Regions from separate parts of the Mus musculus genome. Here regions 1 and 2 are each linked to region 3. The links are chromatin contacts, called in public Hi-C and HiChIP or PLAC-seq maps. All regions are on one chromosome and are shown on one strand. The core of a region is the stretch at or near the end of the contact, and the rest is flanking DNA. Distances in the headings are between cores, read along the strand shown. Region 1 overlaps Gm11515 (a long non-coding RNA gene). Region 2 has its middle 21 kb from the start of Gm11544. Region 3 holds the start of Pdk2 (pyruvate dehydrogenase kinase, isoenzyme 2).

Region 1 (2,700 bases), core at 201-2,700, 170 kb after region 3:
AGGAGGGCTGGGTACTGTTAGCTTTGCCCTCTAACCACCTCATCCCTGCCCCTTGTTGACAGAGAGGCTTAGAAGAGATGGAACGCTCAAGCCATAGCCCACCTCAGTGAGGGTTAACAATGAGATCTGATCTGTGGAAGATTCTCTGGCAGGTAGGGGGTGGAGCAGAGGTTGGGGGGAAACTGAACTTGAGGTTCAGCAGGTTTAGCCCCAAGAGCTTTGCTCTCTTCACCTGCCCACCACATACTCCAGTGCACAAGTCAGAACAAAATGCTTCTCCCCTTGGCCCCTGGATGCTTAGAACTCTAAACAGAACAATAAGAGAGGAGGCTTTTGGATGGGGTGTGGACCGTGAGCATGGCTCCTCCTGGCAGTGTGCTGGGTCTAGCAACTTGTCCAATAAGACCAGGCTTCAGGACATAGGCTAGGGATGAGAACCTCAAAATCAAAGGTCTAGCCTTCCTCATCGAGGAGGGACACATCGCCCAGACCCAGAAATCAGGAGAACGCCCCAGGGCCCCAGAATACTCTCACTCCAACACACACACACACACGCGCGCACACACACACACACACACACACACACACACACACACACCCAGCACACACACAGAGTTCACAACTCAGTAAATGCTCAAGTTGCCAAAGTTTAGGTGGCAAATGCTGACAAAGACAGGACACAGAAAGACAGCAGCGCCTAAACCTAGCTCTCAGAGTTCCCCAAACTGGCCTGGGGTCTGGGGCCAGGGGGTTGTTTCTCAGGAAGATGGCAGAGCCAGGATAGCAGGAACCCAACACTCCCACCCCACACTAGAATCTCTCTCCCTTTTAGTGTACAGCCTAGGTATCTGCCTGAGATTCCACTTGGGGGCAGAATAGAGGTTGCTAGAGCTGGCAGCCCCAGCCTCCAATCCAGGCTGTCATTCCCTACCCTAGGGATAGGGGTGGGGGACACAGGACTGAAAGCCCATTGGCGTTTACTATACTCTAACAGCTGACCTGACTCTGCTCTTAAAATGAAACTGGATGTAAAGCTTTCTGGACTCTGCCTGTGTTCTCTTCAGCTGTGCTTAATGGAGAGTCCTTCTGTTACTGGGATGCCTGTTCCCAGAGCAGAAGTGTGCACCGGGGTGGAGGTATCGAGGAGGTGGGGTGGGAAGGGGATCTGCGGCCACTGGGATTCCCCAACTCCAGCACGCTGAAGCCTCTCCTAGCCTGCCCATTCAGGCTCCATGCCTGGTGCACCTCCAGGTCAGCGACCACCCAGCAGCCGGCGGCAGTGAGGGGGTGCGGGCAAGAAAGGGTTAATCTGGCAGCGCCTTTCATCAGCAGCTTGGCGGGCTCCCAAGGCCCACAGGCTGGGTACCTGGGCGCCTACCTCGCCTGTGGGGCGGAGACGTGACCACAGGGCAGCCCTGCCGTCTGCATTCCTCCCAGTGAGTGACAGCCCCACGGCCACGCCCGCCGCAGAGGAGGGGCAGGGGGCTGGTCTACGGTGGAGTGTGTGTGTGTTGGGGACTGGGGCTGGGGCGTGTGTGTGTGTGTGTGTGTGTGTGTGTGTGTGTGTGTGTGTGTGTGCCCTTGTTGCTGAAACCCTGGGCCTGAAGGGGATCTGTGAAAGGAGAGAGATCAGGACGTCTGGAAGAGCCAGGACACTGCCAGAGCTCAAAAGGTGGCAGTGCTCTCTCCCAGATCCAGGAGAGACAAGGCATGGCCGGAAGTTCAGGGCTTCCTAATGAGATGTCGCCACAAGATCAATCCAGCCAGGCCTAGGCCCAGGGCCCTGGGATGGGCGCTGTTCCCAGTGTCCTTCCTAAGCTTCCACCCTCCCATGACACCGTGGCTGGATGGCCATCCTCAATTCCTGGCCCCTGAACTCACCAGCCCTGGCCTTTGATCTCTTCTGGACCTGTTGGTGCAAACAGGAAGTTGCCTTAGGCTTGAAGCAAACTTCAACAGGGTGTAAACAGGCGGGGGTACCCCTCCCAAGGCTTCTCCTCCAGGAGAAACTGGGTGAGACTGGGTTCCACATTGGAATCCAAGGTGTCCTGGGAGGATATACCTTAGTTCACCACTGGGGCCAGGGGCCTCCCCAGGAACATCAGGAATGCAGAGGGGCTGAGCAGTACAGCTTCTACAATGGAGCGCTCTAGGAAGTCCAGCTCCAGGCTCAGGACCAGGTCCTACAGATTTCCAGGCCTTCTCCTGGGAGCCCAAAATCCCTTGTGGTCATCTCGTCCATGGAAGCACTCTAGAAAAGGGGGCCAAGTGTCCCAGATCTGTGATTGACAACTTCTGGTCTCAGCAGTAGAGCACCCACCTAGCCTGCTTGAGGCTCTGGATTCACACTTGAGTGTCCTCAGACCCACAGTAAACTGGAAGAAATGGATTCTTTGAAACCCTGCTTCCTGTCTGGCTCCACTGATAGGCCCAGCTAGGCCCAGCTCGCCATCTCTCCGGGTAGTGTCTAAGGGTCCTGTGTCCATGCAGAGACAAACTTCAGAGAAGCTGTGGAGAGAGGCAGGTGAGGCTGCAGGATCAAGGTTCTCTTTTCAAACCGTGTTTAAGTCCCCTCCCCTCCATTTTTCTTCCCTGGAGGCCGCTATAAACAAAGGCTGAAGTTGGGTTTAATGTCTACATTTTTCTGAAGATCTCTCTGCCTTTGCTATTCTGCCAAGGTGACCTCCTCCTCCTCGTCCT
Region 2 (2,700 bases), core at 26-2,525, 170 kb before region 3:
TCCTAGAACTTGAAGCCTGGTTGGCCATGAGATCAGAGATCCACCTGCCTCTGCCTCCGAGTGCTGTGATCAAAGGTGTGTGTCAGCACTGCCGTGTAGAGGACCTGCCGTTGTTCAGAGAGAAAGGGGGCCCACTCTAGGACTGCACCCCCATCCCACCCAGTGAGCCAGCCATGAGAGGGTGGCATGTGCATGCATGCATGGATATCCTCTTGCATGCTGGGAAGCAGAGGCAAGAAGACCCAGAGAACTTCTGAAGTCTTTGTAGCGCTCCAGATTCCACACCAAATTCCAGCCTGGGTCTCCTAAGAGTGACAAAGTCCCCATGCTTTCTGCACATCTACTTTTCTTTGCTGAAGAAGGAGTTCATTGTCTGTGGTCCCTCATAGGGTCTGGCTTTAAGGGCCTGGAGGTCAGCTGGTCACCCACGCCTTCTCAGAGAAGGCAGCTGGAGTCCAGAGGCCAGGAAGGCCAACTCACAGAGGACATTAGGGCTGAGTCACAGTTATGACCATGTAGGTTCTGAGACCCCACACATAGCCCAAGTGACTACATCTCAGCCAGGCAGGCTGCAGCTCTTTGGGAGGAACAACCAGCTGGGGTTGGGAGGAGGGAGACCTTGCCTATACCTGCCTAGCAGATCCTGGGGGGAAGAGCTGGGCTGTGTTCTGTTTCATCCCTCTGCATTTTATCCTACCATCCCTTGCTTCTCCACATTCTACTAATACTACTCTGTATCTATGACAACTAATAGCACTGGGCTGTGGCCTCTTCTAAGGAGGGTGCATACTTGGCTTTAGTTCGGTTCTGCCTATAGGGGCAGCATTGAGTCATTTTAGCAAATATGCCACTTCTGGCTGGTGGGCTGTGTGACCATAAGCCATGCAGTCTCTAACTCTCTGCAAAAGAGACGGATGCAAAAGGAAGACCGATGAGTCAGAGACAAATGAAATGACACACACAGACTCTGAAGGATGACATGAATTGCTTCGTATACCGAGCGATCTTATACAAAACCGAAAATAGTTCACTTCTGCCTCCCCAGGGTCAGCTGGGCAGGCATAGGCAAGGTCTCTCTCCCCAACTCCAGTTCTCCAGTGTCTGGCATACAGCAATAGCAAATAAACATGAGCTGATTTTGTTTGTGGCAGAATGAAGTACCCAGGAGTGAAGGGACTTGCCTCTTTCCAAAGCTGCTCTCTCTCTGTCCCTCTATATAGGCTTCAAGGAATAAGCACTGTTGTCCCTGAAGGGCTCAGCAGCCCCCTCTGCTGTCCAGAACGTGTTCTGCACCCCAGCTAAGGTCAAATTAGAAGAGGTAGGACAGTGACCTGTCTGGGAGGATTACTGGTACTGACCCCTCCCACACATGGTGGGAGGTGACACTGGGACAGGGCCCTGAGATCTCCCTCTCCCTCTCCTCCTTTCTCCCTCCCTCCCTCTCTCCTTCTCTCCCTCTCCCTTTTCCCTTCTTTCCTCCCTTCCCCCCTCTCTCTTTTGACAGGGTCTCTCTACAGAGTCCTGGCTGTCCTGGAACTCACTATGTAGACAAGGCTAGCCTTGAACTCATGGAGAACTGATTAACCCTGCCTCTGGAACTCTGAGCTTAAAGGCATTTGTATCACATCTCATCTGAGAGATTTCTGCTCTTTCTAGTTTACTCCTTTCCCATTGTCCTTTACGGATCTCTGGAGAACTCTCTCAGAGACCGGAGAATGTCATTGCTGTCACCTCCCCTGTGTAATGCAGCCTTGCTCATTGGGGATGTCACAGCCATTTTCCATAAGATCTTTAGCCTGGGTGCCCTGCTGACCCTGATGGAATATGTTTCTCTTTTGCTCTCCAGCCTTCAGAGGCTCCTTCTGCCACTTTCATAAGGCCCCGTCCCCAAAACAGTCCCTCATCCAACATCCTCTCGCTGCCCTGCCATCATAGTCTAGAATCTTCACCCCTCTCTCGCCAATTCTCTCCTGGTTTCAGCCTGAGTTGCTTCCCACCTCTCTCAAATTCAATAAACTCCTTCTCACCACCACCTCCAGAAAGCCCTCTTAGACTTTGGTCTTGTAAAAGTAACCCTCCAGCGTCCTCCCTGTTGTCTCTATGGGCCTCTCCCTTCTCTCTTGAAGATGTGTGGACCCAGTCCTCTTTGTTCCCAGTAGGCTGCAGGGAACCAGCCAAATCTGTTTCAGTCTTCATTTCCCATGGTGCTTTGTTCCAAGTAAACAGAGGCTGTGTTGTCAGAGAGGAAGCTGGTTGGAGCCTCCAGGGTCAGGAATGAGTTTCTCCTAGGGGAAATTTGTTTCCAAAGTCTTTGTTGAGTGGCCCTTGGTTAGTGATGGGGTTCCAGATTGACCCTACTTGCTATGTGTTTGGAGGTGTCTACTTCTGCTTCTTGTCCCCCAACAGCACGTTGAAGCTTATGAACCCTTCTCTTAGTAAAGTAACACCCCAGAAATTGAGATATTCTAAGGGTGTTTGGGGGAACAACTGCTGACCCACCTTCTAGGATGGGTAGAGGGGCCAGCCCGGTCCTGCCAGTGGGGCCAGGGTCTTAGTCTCCTTCCCAACAACATTCATTTGACTATGGAAGCCCACTAGCCCTTCTTCCTGAATGATAGACACAGGGTGGGGGGTGGACTACGTGAGTTTTGGAGTTGACCCCAAGTCAGAGCTGCCAGTCTGTGGAACAAGATAGAGAGG
Region 3 (2,700 bases), core at 161-2,660:
TGTAGAATTGGCCATGTTAATGACCATCTGTGAGGCAAATGGGGACCTTGGTCCAGGGTCAAGATTAACAGGCAGTAGAGGAATGAGCTGTGTCAGCTAGAGACAGGAGACCTAGGATCAACAGCAGGCGATGCTTCTGTAACTTACTGTATATCATCAGCAGTTTTCCCCAGATAGGTGGACCGAACTACGGCCAAGTCCCTTCTAGCTGTGGCATTCATTTGGCGGGGACTTGGAGTGGGCCCTGGAGGATTTCCTACACAAGCAAAGCTCACAACTCCAACTGAACAGGGAGTAACAAGGCATATCCTGGAAAACAGGTGCCCAAGTCCTGTCGGCCATCTTCCTGTCCTCCTGCCTGTGACACAGCCAACTCTTGAGAGACCTGGGTCCACTCCCTACACCAGCTGGCACCAGGGAATACCTTGCAGACAGATGGGGGCCACACAACGTCTCCATCCTCCACTCCGCAAAGCTTTCTCCTGCCCCAAAGCCACCTCCACCCTCAGAACACCGAGTGGGTGATCTTCAGAAACCCAGGGGTAGCCATAGGAGGGTGAAAGCCACCTGACTACCTCATGGTAAGTTGGGCTCTGCCCAGCTAGGAACCGCTGCCAGGTCAGAACAGATTTGATCTTCAAGTGTCCTTGCCCAGTGGGCAGCTGCAGTGGGTGGAGGCTCACCAGTCAGGGGAGTTCCCCTGTTAGCACCTCCTACTTCAAGGGGCCCCCTTCCCACCTGCCCTGGCTTTTCTCCCTTGCTCTGTTCAGAAGTACCCCGCCCTTCGTGCACAGCACAGGTCTTCCAGATGGCTGAATCTCCTTAGCACTCCAACAGCACGTCTCCTGTTTACTCTTGGCTGCCCACTCTCAGTGGCCGGGATCTCCCACTAACTCTATCATGTCTGGATAGGGTCCTATGCCCTCACTGTCTCTTACTCTCCACGATCCCTCGCAACGCTTTCTCCGCGCCCCCATTCTTAGTTAACTGTGAAGGGGGCACTCTTAACTCTTTGTGGGCAGCCAGGTTGGCCTCGCCGTTTACCCATTCCTGTCCATACTCTTCCAAGCCAACCCTCCTACCACCCAGGACCTCTTCCTCCGATGTTAACCTCTCATTGCCAGGGTCTCCTTCCCCGCGCCCACAGCCCCCGGTGCCCGCCTACGCCGACTCCGTACCGAAGTCTAGAAACTGCTTCATGGACAACGGGGACGGGGAGAACTTGCTGAAGTGCTCGATGTACTTGGGTGCCCCTGCCAGGGACGCATTCTTCAACAGCGCCCGGACCCAGCGCATGGCGACGGCGCCTGCGGCTCGGGCTTGGATCTCGCTGCTGTCCCGGGGCTGGAGGCGCTGGCACCGGCCGTCAGCTCGGCCCAGCTTAGCCGGGAGACGGGCTTCGGCCGCCTCCTCCCTACCCTTGCCCTGGCGATGCCTCCAACGCCTAGCCAATCGGCTTGTCCCGGCGCCCCGACGTCGCCAATGGGCGCGCACAAACAACTCTGGGAGAACCAATAGCCTTGCGCTTCGACACGTGGCTCTCCTCGAGGCCCACCTCCTTAACCGTGAAGGTGCTGGAGACGGCCTGTTGTTTTCCTGGGCTGTGCTCAAGTCCCGCCTCCTGTCGCCAACTACACTTCTTGGGGGCCAGCCCCGAGTTAACCCTTTCTTCCCCAGAGTCCCGCTAACCCTTCGTTTGACGTTCTACTTTCCCTGGTTCTTTCCCCTGTCTCCTTCTTTAAAACCTCCCTTCCCTGCCCTGTCCCTTTCCTAAAGGCACCTGTTTGACCTGACAACCTGCTTACCTGCTCTGCTATAGGGGCTCACAGTGGTTTCTCACTCCTATGATGGACCCAGAATGAACACTTGCAAAATCCGAAACCAGTATGCGAGCTTATACTAAGCTATCCTATATGCGTGCAACCCGCTGACTTCCATAAATATCCAAAAAGCCCAAGAAAAGGTCTCTCTCTCTCTCTCTCTCTCTCTTTCGAAAAAGATCCGATATCAGGGTGGGAATGTAGCTCAGAAGGCATGGCACTTGCTCAGTATGCATGAAGCCCTGTATTGATCTCTGGTACTTGGAAAACAACAACAAAAACAGCCAGAGCCAAACCCCCTTAGGACTGGCAGAGGCGGGAGCAGGAGCTATGGTCAGTGCTAATTTTAGTTAAGTTCCATTTTATTATTACCTCGCTCATTTGACTGAGCATAAAACCTTGCGCGTCTTGCACAACCACCTAAGAAGGTAACCTTCTGTGCACCTAACCCGAGACGAGCAACTGTCTGTGCCGCTGGCTTCCTTATTGCGAGTCCCCAGGAGCTAAGGCATCTTAGTGGTTAGCGGCTTGGGAGCCCAGCCCAGTCTTCCTAGCAGTTCCCTGCCTCTTCCCTGAGAAATGTCATGCGCCCTCTTTTGGTAAAACTTGGTATGTGCCCCACTCTCTGGGCCTTCCTAGGTTCATTACTATTGATTATCCAGTGGTTTCCCGGCCTTTACTATGGCCCTGTGAAGCACAGACAGGATTGAGGTTTGGCCTTTAGGAAGTCCTGGTGCTCCTCTTGGAGGCTGAGGCAGGAGGAGATCTGTCCAAGGCCCACCTGAGGCAGTGTGAGTTTAAGTCCAGCCTGGGTAATTTAGTAAGATCTTTTCTCCAAAAGGTAGAGAAGGTGGGTTTGAGCTGGTAGTAACTCAGTAAT

What was found. Hi-C and Micro-C count contacts between places; a contact is called where the count stands out from the background. HiChIP or PLAC-seq counts read pairs in DNA pulled down with a chosen protein or histone mark.
Region 1: a contact with region 3 is called in a FOXA1 HiChIP or PLAC-seq map of pancreatic cancer cells. The contact joins the enhancer-like site here to the promoter of Pdk2 in region 3. A contact is called at or near these places in 2 of 39 promoter capture datasets (embryonic stem cells and liver), 2 of 484 Hi-C or Micro-C datasets (nephron progenitors and neural progenitor cells), 10 of 115 datasets of contacts at active chromatin or transcription factors (the NIH/3T3 cell line, bone marrow-derived macrophages, craniofacial prominence and 6 more) and 3 of 9 other capture datasets (adipose tissue, liver and pancreatic islet).
Region 2: a contact with region 3 is called in a Hi-C map of embryonic fibroblasts, with 2.4 times the contacts expected there. The contact joins the enhancer-like site here to the promoter of Pdk2 in region 3. A contact is called at or near these places in 6 of 39 promoter capture datasets (the 3T3-L1 cell line, embryonic stem cells, hippocampal neurons and 2 more), 1 of 15 datasets of contacts at CTCF or cohesin (embryonic stem cells), 11 of 484 Hi-C or Micro-C datasets (the G1E-ER4 cell line, the HL-1 cell line, cerebellum and 7 more), 2 of 115 datasets of contacts at active chromatin or transcription factors (the NIH/3T3 cell line and pancreatic cancer cells) and 2 of 9 other capture datasets (adipose tissue and pancreatic islet).

The regions. Positions count from the first base shown.
Region 1 is chr11:95,209,476-95,212,175 of GRCm38.p6, forward strand. The region is part of intron 1 of Gm11515 (a long non-coding RNA gene); the gene reads right to left. Among named protein-coding and RNA genes, the nearest start is that of Gm11515, 49 kb to the right of the region's middle. Within about 2 kb of position 1,451, at least 98 of the 459 cell types and tissues checked have an H3K27ac peak or open chromatin away from gene starts, as enhancers often do. A contact at or near this core is called in craniofacial prominence, liver, pancreatic cancer cells and 1 more, where this site is marked.
Region 2 is chr11:94,869,271-94,871,970 of GRCm38.p6, forward strand. It overlaps A430060F13Rik. Among named protein-coding and RNA genes, the nearest start is that of Gm11544, 21 kb to the left of the region's middle. Within about 2 kb of position 1,276, at least 62 of the 459 cell types and tissues checked have an H3K27ac peak or open chromatin away from gene starts, as enhancers often do. A contact at or near this core is called in the NIH/3T3 cell line, embryonic fibroblasts, myocytes and 4 more, where this site is marked.
Region 3 is chr11:95,039,961-95,042,660 of GRCm38.p6, forward strand. It overlaps Pdk2 (pyruvate dehydrogenase kinase, isoenzyme 2), which reads right to left and starts at 1,411. Exons shown (of 11, transcript NM_133667.2): 1 at 1,179-1,411. The coding sequence starts at 1,296.